2 separate regions of the Oryctolagus cuniculus genome follow, and region 1 is linked to region 2. A link is a contact called in public Micro-C data. All regions are on one chromosome and are shown on one strand. Each heading gives the region's core, a stretch centred on a gene start, on an enhancer-like site or on the middle of the called end of the contact. The rest is flanking DNA. Distances are from core to core; before and after follow the strand shown. Region 1 holds the start of HEBP1 (heme binding protein 1). Region 2 overlaps APOLD1 (apolipoprotein L domain containing 1).

Evidence for each region. A called contact is a pair of places that touch in the nucleus more often than the background predicts.
Region 1: a contact with region 2 is called in a Micro-C map of ear pinna, with 5 times the contacts expected there. The contact joins the promoter of HEBP1 here to the enhancer-like site in region 2. A contact is called at or near these places in 2 of 6 Hi-C or Micro-C datasets (ear pinna and skin fibroblasts).

The regions. Positions count from the first base shown.
Region 1 is chr9:110,623,319-110,627,643 of mOryCun1.1, reverse strand. HEBP1 (heme binding protein 1) reads left to right here and starts at 1,589. Exons shown (of 4, transcript XM_002712658.5): 1 at 1,589-1,795. The coding sequence starts at 1,718.
Region 2 is chr9:110,432,429-110,436,691 of mOryCun1.1, reverse strand. It overlaps APOLD1 (apolipoprotein L domain containing 1), which reads right to left. Exons shown (of 3, transcript XM_051850268.2): 3 at 1-2,085. The coding sequence starts at 1,907. The coding sequence ends at 1,167. Among named protein-coding and RNA genes, the nearest start is that of DDX47, 25 kb to the left of the region's middle. Within about 2 kb of position 1,556, at least 3 of the 8 cell types and tissues checked have an H3K27ac peak or open chromatin away from gene starts, as enhancers often do. A contact at or near this core is called in ear pinna, where this site is marked.

The DNA of each region.
Region 1 (4,325 bases), core at 340-2,839, 190 kb before region 2:
TGCTGTTTTCCCAGGCTCGTTGGATCAGAAGTGGAGCAGCTGGGACTCAGAGCAGCACCCATATGGGATGCCGGCACCGCAGTGCATGGCTTCATCTGCTAAGCAACAGCACCAGCCCCCAATTAAAAACTTTTTTGAAAAAAAAAAAAATCCTCATGGGGGGGCAGCATTTGGTGCAGTAGTTAGGACACAGTTTGGGATGTCCACATCCATATTAGGATGCCTGGGTTCAAGCCTCCACTCTGCTTCTGATTCCAACTTTATGCTAATGCACACCCTGGGCAGTAGCAGATGATGGTTCAAGTACTTGTGTCCCTGCCACCTGTGTGGGAGCCCTCATGGAGTTCTGGGCTCCTGGCTTTGGAGTGGCCTGGCTTCAAGCATTTGAAGAGCGAACCAGCAGATGGAAGATGTCTCTCTATGTCTGTCTCTATCCCTCTACTTTCAAATAAATAAACACCACCAAAGAATTTTGAAAAGCCATATAGTCAGAACGTGAGAATAAATAAAAAGGACCACACAGCGTTCATGGAGAGTGTCTGCAGTGCATTTTCAGAGAAGTCAAATACAAAGGGGGAGTCCAAGGGGCAAGCTGCCCTGGTGCAGGGGTCCGTGTTGCACAGAGGTGGAACATACGGAGTTTTGGGGAAGCAGTGCCACATGTAGACGTGGCTTGGATGACAGGGTGCAAAGAATCGGGGCACTGACACCACAGGAAGACACTCCACACCTGATTCAGCCGCCCCCCCACCCCCGCAAAGTCAATTATTTTGAGGATCAGGTTCCTCCTCTGTAAAGTGGCTATAAAATACCACTTTTTAGTTGCATGAGGAGTAAAGACAACGTTTGTAAAACATTTGGCAGGGAGCACTCAACCCAACAAATAGGGATAAAATTGTTACAAGGTTATGAATAGGAGTGAATGCGCAAAGCTGCTGCCTGGTGACACAGTAGGATCTCAGTAAAACGGACTGTAGCAGGCTGGCCTTTGGGCCAGTGTGTGCCAGTGCACACCCTGGGAGGCAACAGGGATGGCTCAAGTAGTCAGGCCCCTGCCACCCACGTGGGAGACCCGGAGAGAGTCCCAGGCTAGGCTCGGGCCAGCCCCCACCTCCCCCCATTGCTGGCATTTGGGGAGTGAAACAGCAGACAGGAGGTCCCTCTGTCTGCCTTTCAAATTAAACAAATATTTAAAACGACCGTAGGAAAGAAAGTGTTCTGTAGGGAACTCGGTTAGAGGATCCTTCATCGTCTACAGATGAGGTAACCGGGTAGGGTGGGGGCGGTAAAAGACCATACCTCCCTGAGAGACTCCGCGGCCAGCAGCCTCCTCCCTTCGCCCCGCCCACCTGCGCGACCCGCTCAGGCCCACCTCCCGGGGCATCGACCCCCGCCGCGGCACTGTCCCGCCCTCCCGGTTCGCCAGCGCCCTAGCCGTCCTCCTCGCCCCGCCCACTCGACTGGGCGTGCCAGCCAGGCTCTCCCCGCCCACCGGATTCGCTCCGCCCACCAGGCGCCCCCGCCAGTCAGGCTCTCGCTTGGCGCCCTGCTCACCCCGCCTACCCTACTCGCTCCGCCCTCCCGACGCTCCCCTTTCGCTCCGCCCTCCGGACTCGCCCCGCTGGCCCCTGCCGTGCGCTTCGCTGCTCAGGCTGCGCCTTCCCGCCGTCTCCGCACCCTGCAGCAGCCGGTGCGTCCGGAGCGCCAGGGCGACAGCATGTTGGGCATGATCAGGAACTCCCTGTTCGGGAGCGTAGAGACATGGCCTTGGCAGGTGCTGAGCAAAGGGGACAAGGTAGGCCCGCAGGGCTGCTGGAGCCTGGAGGAGGGTCCGGCCGCAGAGGGCTCTGAGGGACCGCTGTGTGTGTGTGTGTGTGTGCTGGTTTCTTCCCGGGCGCGGCCCTTTGCGGCCCAGCTCTTGGAAGGAGGGAAGTTCATGGTCCGGTGTAGCGGGTTACAGGGCATTGCGGGGAGGAGGGAAGTCAGAGAGAGGAGGTTGACGGGGGGAGGACCCCAGCGTGGCGAGTTGGACACCGCCTGTTGAATGCCTGCGTTTATCCGAACATTCCAGATGTCCTCAACAGTTTCTGTTTGTTGAGAGACTCTTGACTGCAGAAATGACTGACACAGGCCTTGTGGGCCAGAAAGTCCCCGCTACTGGAGAGCTGAGGACAAGAGTGTAGCGTCAGTACTGCCTGTGGGCGGGGTCGCAGGGCCTGGAGCAGTGACGGGTCTCCAGCTGGGCAGAACAGGAAAGCGCTAGCAGAAAGGGCAGCTAGCGCTGCAGAAATTGGGGGCCTGGAATCCATAACTGTGTATTCCCCAAATTTACACCAGTGCCAACATGGCCCCGTGGGACTGCCTCCCTGAAAACAACGGGGCTGCCACCGGACTATCATCTTCTGGCGGGCAGGCCCGCGTCCTGCATCAGAGTGTCTAATTTTCCACTTACTAATGCAGACCCTGGAAGGCAGCGGGGACGACTCTGCCACCCACGTGTGGAACCTGGATTGAGTCCCTGATTCTTGGCTTTGGCCGGCATTTGGAGAGTGAACCAGCAGATGGGAGTTCGCTCTCCCTTTCTGTCCTCTGCCTCTTAAATAAAAATAATAATAATAATAATTAATTAAGTTTCTTTTGGTGCAAAACCACTTGGAACCCACGTATATGAGAGGATCTTCAAAATGCTCATGACATTGTGTATTATGGAAAAACTATGCATGGGTTTCAAACATTTTTCACACCGATACAAACTTACAGTTGCGTTTTCCCATCAACTTTTTGAGGTGCTGGGTATGGAACTCCCAGCACAGCGTCTGATTTATTAACAGACTAGCTGAGGAGTAGGTTCTAGTACCTGGTGCAGTGGTCGTCACCGAGTCCCCAATGAGACTTGAGACTGCACCTGTCAAGCAACCAGAGAGACCTGTCGCTTCACCTGTCCCTGTCTCCGTGTCCCCCACTGTACGTGGAATGAGCAGATTACCCCTAATCAAGGGTCCCAGGGTCAGGTGCCTACAGTAGCCTGACAATGATGGATATGAGTGAGGCTGAGTGTTTAGGACTATATGGCATGGTGGGGACTGAGGCAAATCACAGAGAGATTCCCCCATCTTCAAAAGGGCAATTCTATCAGTTGTTACCATACAGTGATGTGAGCCAATATTGCCAGATTTTTAAGGAAAACTAAAATCTGGTTTATTTGAGAAGCATAAAGAGAAAGAAAGAGTTCGCATCTGCTGGTTCACTTTCTAAATCCCTGCAATGCCTGGGGCTGGGCCAGGGCTGGAGCCAAGAGCTGGGTCTCCCAGATGATTGGCGGGAACCCCATTTTGTGAACTATCACCACTGCCTCCCAGGTTCTGCATCAGCAGGAAGTCAGGAGCTGGATCCAGGAAACAAACCCAAACACTACAGTATGGGACATGGGGATCTTAACTGGTAGGCCAAACGGCCACTGTTATAAACAAACTGCTTTTTGGGTGCCAGTTATGTGCGGGGCACTCTTCTAGGCAATGGGGATAAAGAAAGGACAAAACCAACAAATCCCTGCCCTCCTGGAGCTTATGTTTTAATGGCTAATGATCAAGTCAATAGAGAAAATATAAGAAAAGCAAACAGGGAAGAGGAAGTTAGGGCTGAGCTTATGGTTGTGGGTAGGGCGACTGCATCAGTTTTAACTGGCTAAAAATGTTTGTGAACACTGATTATGCCTTGGTATGAGGTATGAGGCCGTCTATGGATCTGGCCTGATGAGAGTTCCTGCTGGCACTAGCATTTCTGAGAATCCACACGCTGGGGCTGACATTATTGCGCAGCGGATGAAGCCGCCACCTACACTGCCAGCATTCCATAGAGCGTGCTGCTTCAGCTTCGGGCTGCTCTGCTGCTTCTCCGGCTCCCTGCTAATGTGCCTGGGGAAGCAGCAGAAATGGCCAAGTACACGAGACCCTGCCACCCACATGGAGACCTAGATGGAGTTCCTGGCTTAGGTCTTTAGCCTGGCCCACACCAAGCCATTGCAGCCATTTGAGGAATGAATCAGCAGCTGGAAGATCTCTTTCTCTCTCTCTCTCCCTCTCTGTCTCTCTCTGCCTTTCTAATAAATAAAATACATCTTAAACTAAACAAATAATCCATGTGTTACTGACAGTGCCCAGGAAAGGTTCCATCCTGTACTGGCTGGGACTCACCTTGTCTTTGGGGTTGATGATGACTGCAAATGCAAACGGAGGGGCTGGGCTGCTCTGTGGCCTCTGCCCTCAGTTCTTCCTCACCATTCCTTGCTCTGCTGTTGTGCCCACACGGAGTGAGGCAGACCCTTG
Region 2 (4,263 bases), core at 307-2,806:
TGTATGCACTGTTTTACAGGACAGGAAGCCAGTCTGGGTGAGATCAGGTGGCCCAGGCCATGCCATTGTTCACAAAGCCTGTAATAAACCCACAGCGTCTGACTCACAGCCCACCACTCTCTTCCCTGAACTCCATGGCAGGGACTGAAGGGGTCAGTCACCTCCCCGCTTTCTGGCCTCAGCTTCTTCATACAACAGGCAGGACTTCATGACTGCTCAGCTGGCCTCCCCTCTCGAAGCATCTGCAGGTCTGGCTTGAAGCCAACCAGGAAAAGTCAGCTCCATTCCCAGGCTACTGGAGGGAGGAGCGGGGCAAGCCAGTTCCAGGTCCCTCTCTGGGTCCTGAATCTTCCTATGAAGCTTAATGAGGCGCAGGTTTGCTCTGGGTTCTGAAATTCCTTGTTACCACAAACTCTGGAAGAGCGGCTTAAAAACAGGTGTCTCCTCTTAGGGGCACTTTGAGGACATCAAAGCCTAGTGGAATTTGGAGGGGACGGGGGGGGGGGGGTATCCTCTCCAGTCTCAGCTCAAACCACCAGAGCAGGGGCAGGCATATGGTGCAGGGGCCTCATCCCATGTCAGAGTGCCTGGATTCCAGGCCCAGCTCTGCTTCCAATGCCGCATCCTGCCGATGCACACCCTAGGAGGCAGCAGGTGATGTTCTAAGAACTTGAGCCCCTGCCACCAATGTGGGAAATCCAGATTGATTTCTGGGCTACTTGCTTCTGTCTGACCTAGCCCTGGCTGTAGCAGGCATCTGGAGAGTGAACCGGTAGACAGAAGATCGCTATCTGTCTCTCTGCCTTTCAAATAAATAAAAAATAAAGAAATAAAAATTTAAAAATAAAAGCCACCATGGTAGTGAGCCCTTGCCTCCTCCGTCCCACCCCAAATGACTTTGAAACAGGAGTGTCTCCCACTGTGGAAGACAGAAAAGGGGAAAAGGTTTCAGTTCACATTGTCCCTCAGGAACACGCAAAAGTCCGCAGCCCCCAAACCCAGACAGGAAGTCACACGTGAGGGTAAAGGGCCTTGGAGACCCTCCCGCTTGGCACAGTTTTCCTCAGTCTTTGCACTCAGCTCAGGGTTTTCCTGCGGGAGTTACAGATTTGGAGCATCCCATGGGGATGGCGTCTGGCCTCGGTCATGGGCGGGAAAGGATGTTCTCAGAAAAACAGCCCCGCGGGCGGGTCAGCTGAGATCTTGAGGTCGTGGCCGAGGCTGGACTTGGTGCAGAGCCGGACCCGGGCCTCCAGCTGCTCGCTGAGTTCGTCCAGGGCCCCCGTGCAGGACTCCAGGCTCTCGGCCAGTTTCTGAATCTTGGCCTTCAGCACGGCCTGGCTCACCCTGGTGGCCCCCTCTGCCCGCCTGGGGACGAGGAAGCCGCGTGAGCCGAAGAAGACGATGAAGTAGACGGAGTTGTACAGGGCCATGGAGGCGTTCCTGCCGCTCTGCAGCAGCTGGCGGTCCCCGCGCCCGTGGCAGCTGCAGAAGAACTCGAGGCAGCTCAGGAGCTCCCGCATCTGGTCCTGGCACGTGGCCGCGATCTCCTGCACCTTCCGTAGCTCCCGGGAGTTGCAGAAGATCAGGGAGAGGTCGGACGTGATGGTGACGGCCCCTCCGGCCGTGGCTACCCCCAACCCCACGGCGGACGCCAGCAGCGAGGCCCCTAGCGTGACCGGGCTGAGGGAGAGCCCCACGACGGCGGCCACAGCGCCCGCCGCGCTCAGCGAGCTGCCCGCCAGGTTGGCCGCCAGGGAGCGCCGGCGGAGGCGCTTGAGGCGCCGCGCCACCTCGCGCAGGCGCAGTAGCTCGCCGTGCAGCCGGCCGCGCCGGTCCAGCAGCAGCCCCTGGAAGCGCCGCAGCGCGTCGGCGTCCCGCCGCTCCCAGGCCGCCGGGCCTTGCATGGCTTGCGCGGACTCGGAGGCGCGGTCAGCCAGGGGCCTCGCCGCCGTCCTCAAGCTGGGGGTCGTCGAAGTTCCGCGGAGCCGCTACTGCCACCTTGCGGGAAGCGGGTCAAGTCCGCGGGAGCCGGCGCTGGGATCTGAGCGGGAATCACGGGTCCTCTGTTCCTCAGGTCCGCATCTGCGAATAGGAATAATGCTCTTTGAGCGTCTTCCCCGGGGAACCCTGGTGATGGACTGCGTCCACTATCTGTTAAGCAAGAGCTGGGCTTGGCGTGATGGGAGAGGGCATTAGATGGCTACGCCAATCCTGAAGCCGTAGCTCTGTTTGAAAGAGCCTCACAAGTGGTGGATTGCACGGCTTGCGAAGCTCTTTCGTTATAGTTTTGGGCAAGGGAGATTTGGAACACAATTTCTCTCTCTCTTCCTCCCTCCCCCCTCCTCCCTGTTCCACCTCTCCCCCTTTCTCTGTCATAGGTGAAAAAAGTCATATTGTCCATAAGAAGCCAAGCCTGGTGCTCACATGAAGCAATTCTTGGCTAAATATTCATCCAGCCTAAGGTGTGGTTGGGGTCACTGATTCCAGCTGGGGCACATCTGGTCTTCAGATAGCTCAATATTTGGCAAAAGTTTAATTAAAACTATTAAATTAATACCATTGTGGCTCTCTTTGTTTTGAAAGTGGCTGACAGCAAAATTAAGTGGCCAACATGTGTTTGCTCTACCAGTCACTGAGAGCCGCCTGGTACCTTGATGGATTGAAACCAATGGGAGGAAATGGAGAAAATGGTATGTCCTAGGGTAAAAAGCCCATCTTTTCTGCTCGCCAGGGGTTCTTGCCTTGGTATCCACTGTCCTCCTCTTTCTTAGGAATTTCTAGTGGCAGATAAGTCATAGACATAGAGCATTTCAAAACCATGAGATATCAGGGCAGAATTCATTCTCACCTGGGTGATGAGGAAGTTGAAACAGAGACACACTCTAGAGACAGCTGACTCTTCACAGAGCCTAGAAGCCAGGTCTCCTGACACACAGCTGCTGATCTCACGTGCCCATTTCCATATTCCAACCCACCAGAGATAAGTTTCCAGGGAAAAATCATCCCCGATACCTAATGGACCTGAATACAACCCAGCATCACAAGGCCTATGGCTACTTTTCAGACGGTCTCCCCCTGGGCTCCCCACTTACCATCCACTTCGGGCTGCCTCTGGGAAGGAGAAGTTCCAGGCTGTTTCTGGATGGGTGAGCTTTATAGTTCCCGAGAACCAATAGCAGCCCTGGGAAAGCCTTGTCTCATCCTGAGAATTCACTGTTTCCTGTGCTGGCCCCTGCTGCCTTCATCCAGAAGGAAGTGACACAGTGGAAAATGACCTGCTAGCACAGCACATCCCGCAGTTAGGAAGTGGACATTGTGTGTTCGCTTTCCCCCACACGCAGGAAGAGAACCACAGGCTCTTCCCCGACTTGAAACACGTGTTGTCATTCTCCCAGGGGGGATACCCTGCCTTTCCTCTCCTGAGAATAGCTAATGACGCCATCTGGGAGGCCTTCGAACACACCCCAGGCTGACCGATTATAGTGTTTCTTGGAAGGTCACCGTTACAAAACCGTTTTGAAAAAGCAAAGGGTGGGGGTGTCCAGCCCTCTTCTAGCTGATGTAGCCACTCAGACTCCACGCCTGTGTTTGAAAAAGCATTGCAAGTCTGTGAGTGGTGGAAACACACGCGGCCCCATGCAGCTTTAAGAATGCAAGGCCGCGCCCCACGGGATGTGCTGCGTGCTGGGCTGGGCGTCTCCATCTGTGGAGAAGAGATTGGAGGTCTCAGGGCACACGGCAGGCCGAGTGGGTCGGAAACGCCAGCAGGGTCAGGCTGCACCAGGAGCTAATTATACACTTTAAACGGCAGCAGGGACATTGCGTCCCTGGTTTTCATCTGATGCAGCGGTTGTAGCCAGTGTGATAGTGTGATAAATGGGTTCCATCTACAGATTAGTGAAGCACGGGCTGAAGGACAAGTATCTGCATAAATCAGGACTTGCCTCAGCCCCCAATATGTGGAAGAAAGTTGTCAGTGGGGCGTTCTCAGGAGTTGGAGTCCAGCTTGGGAACTCAGTCCTGCCACAGGGCCCCAGATACGTCACCCTTCTAACATTCTCACCTTCAGATAAGGAAGACCAAATTGGTATATAACTTAAATGGTATTCTCTGGTTCATTTGGAAATCTTGTTTTTATTTATTTATTTATTTATTTAAACTGAAAGTATTTTCCTTTTTTTTTAAGATTTATCTATTTTACTTGGAAGTCAGAGTAACACAGAGAGAGGAAAGGCAGAGAGAGAGAGAAGTCTTCCATCC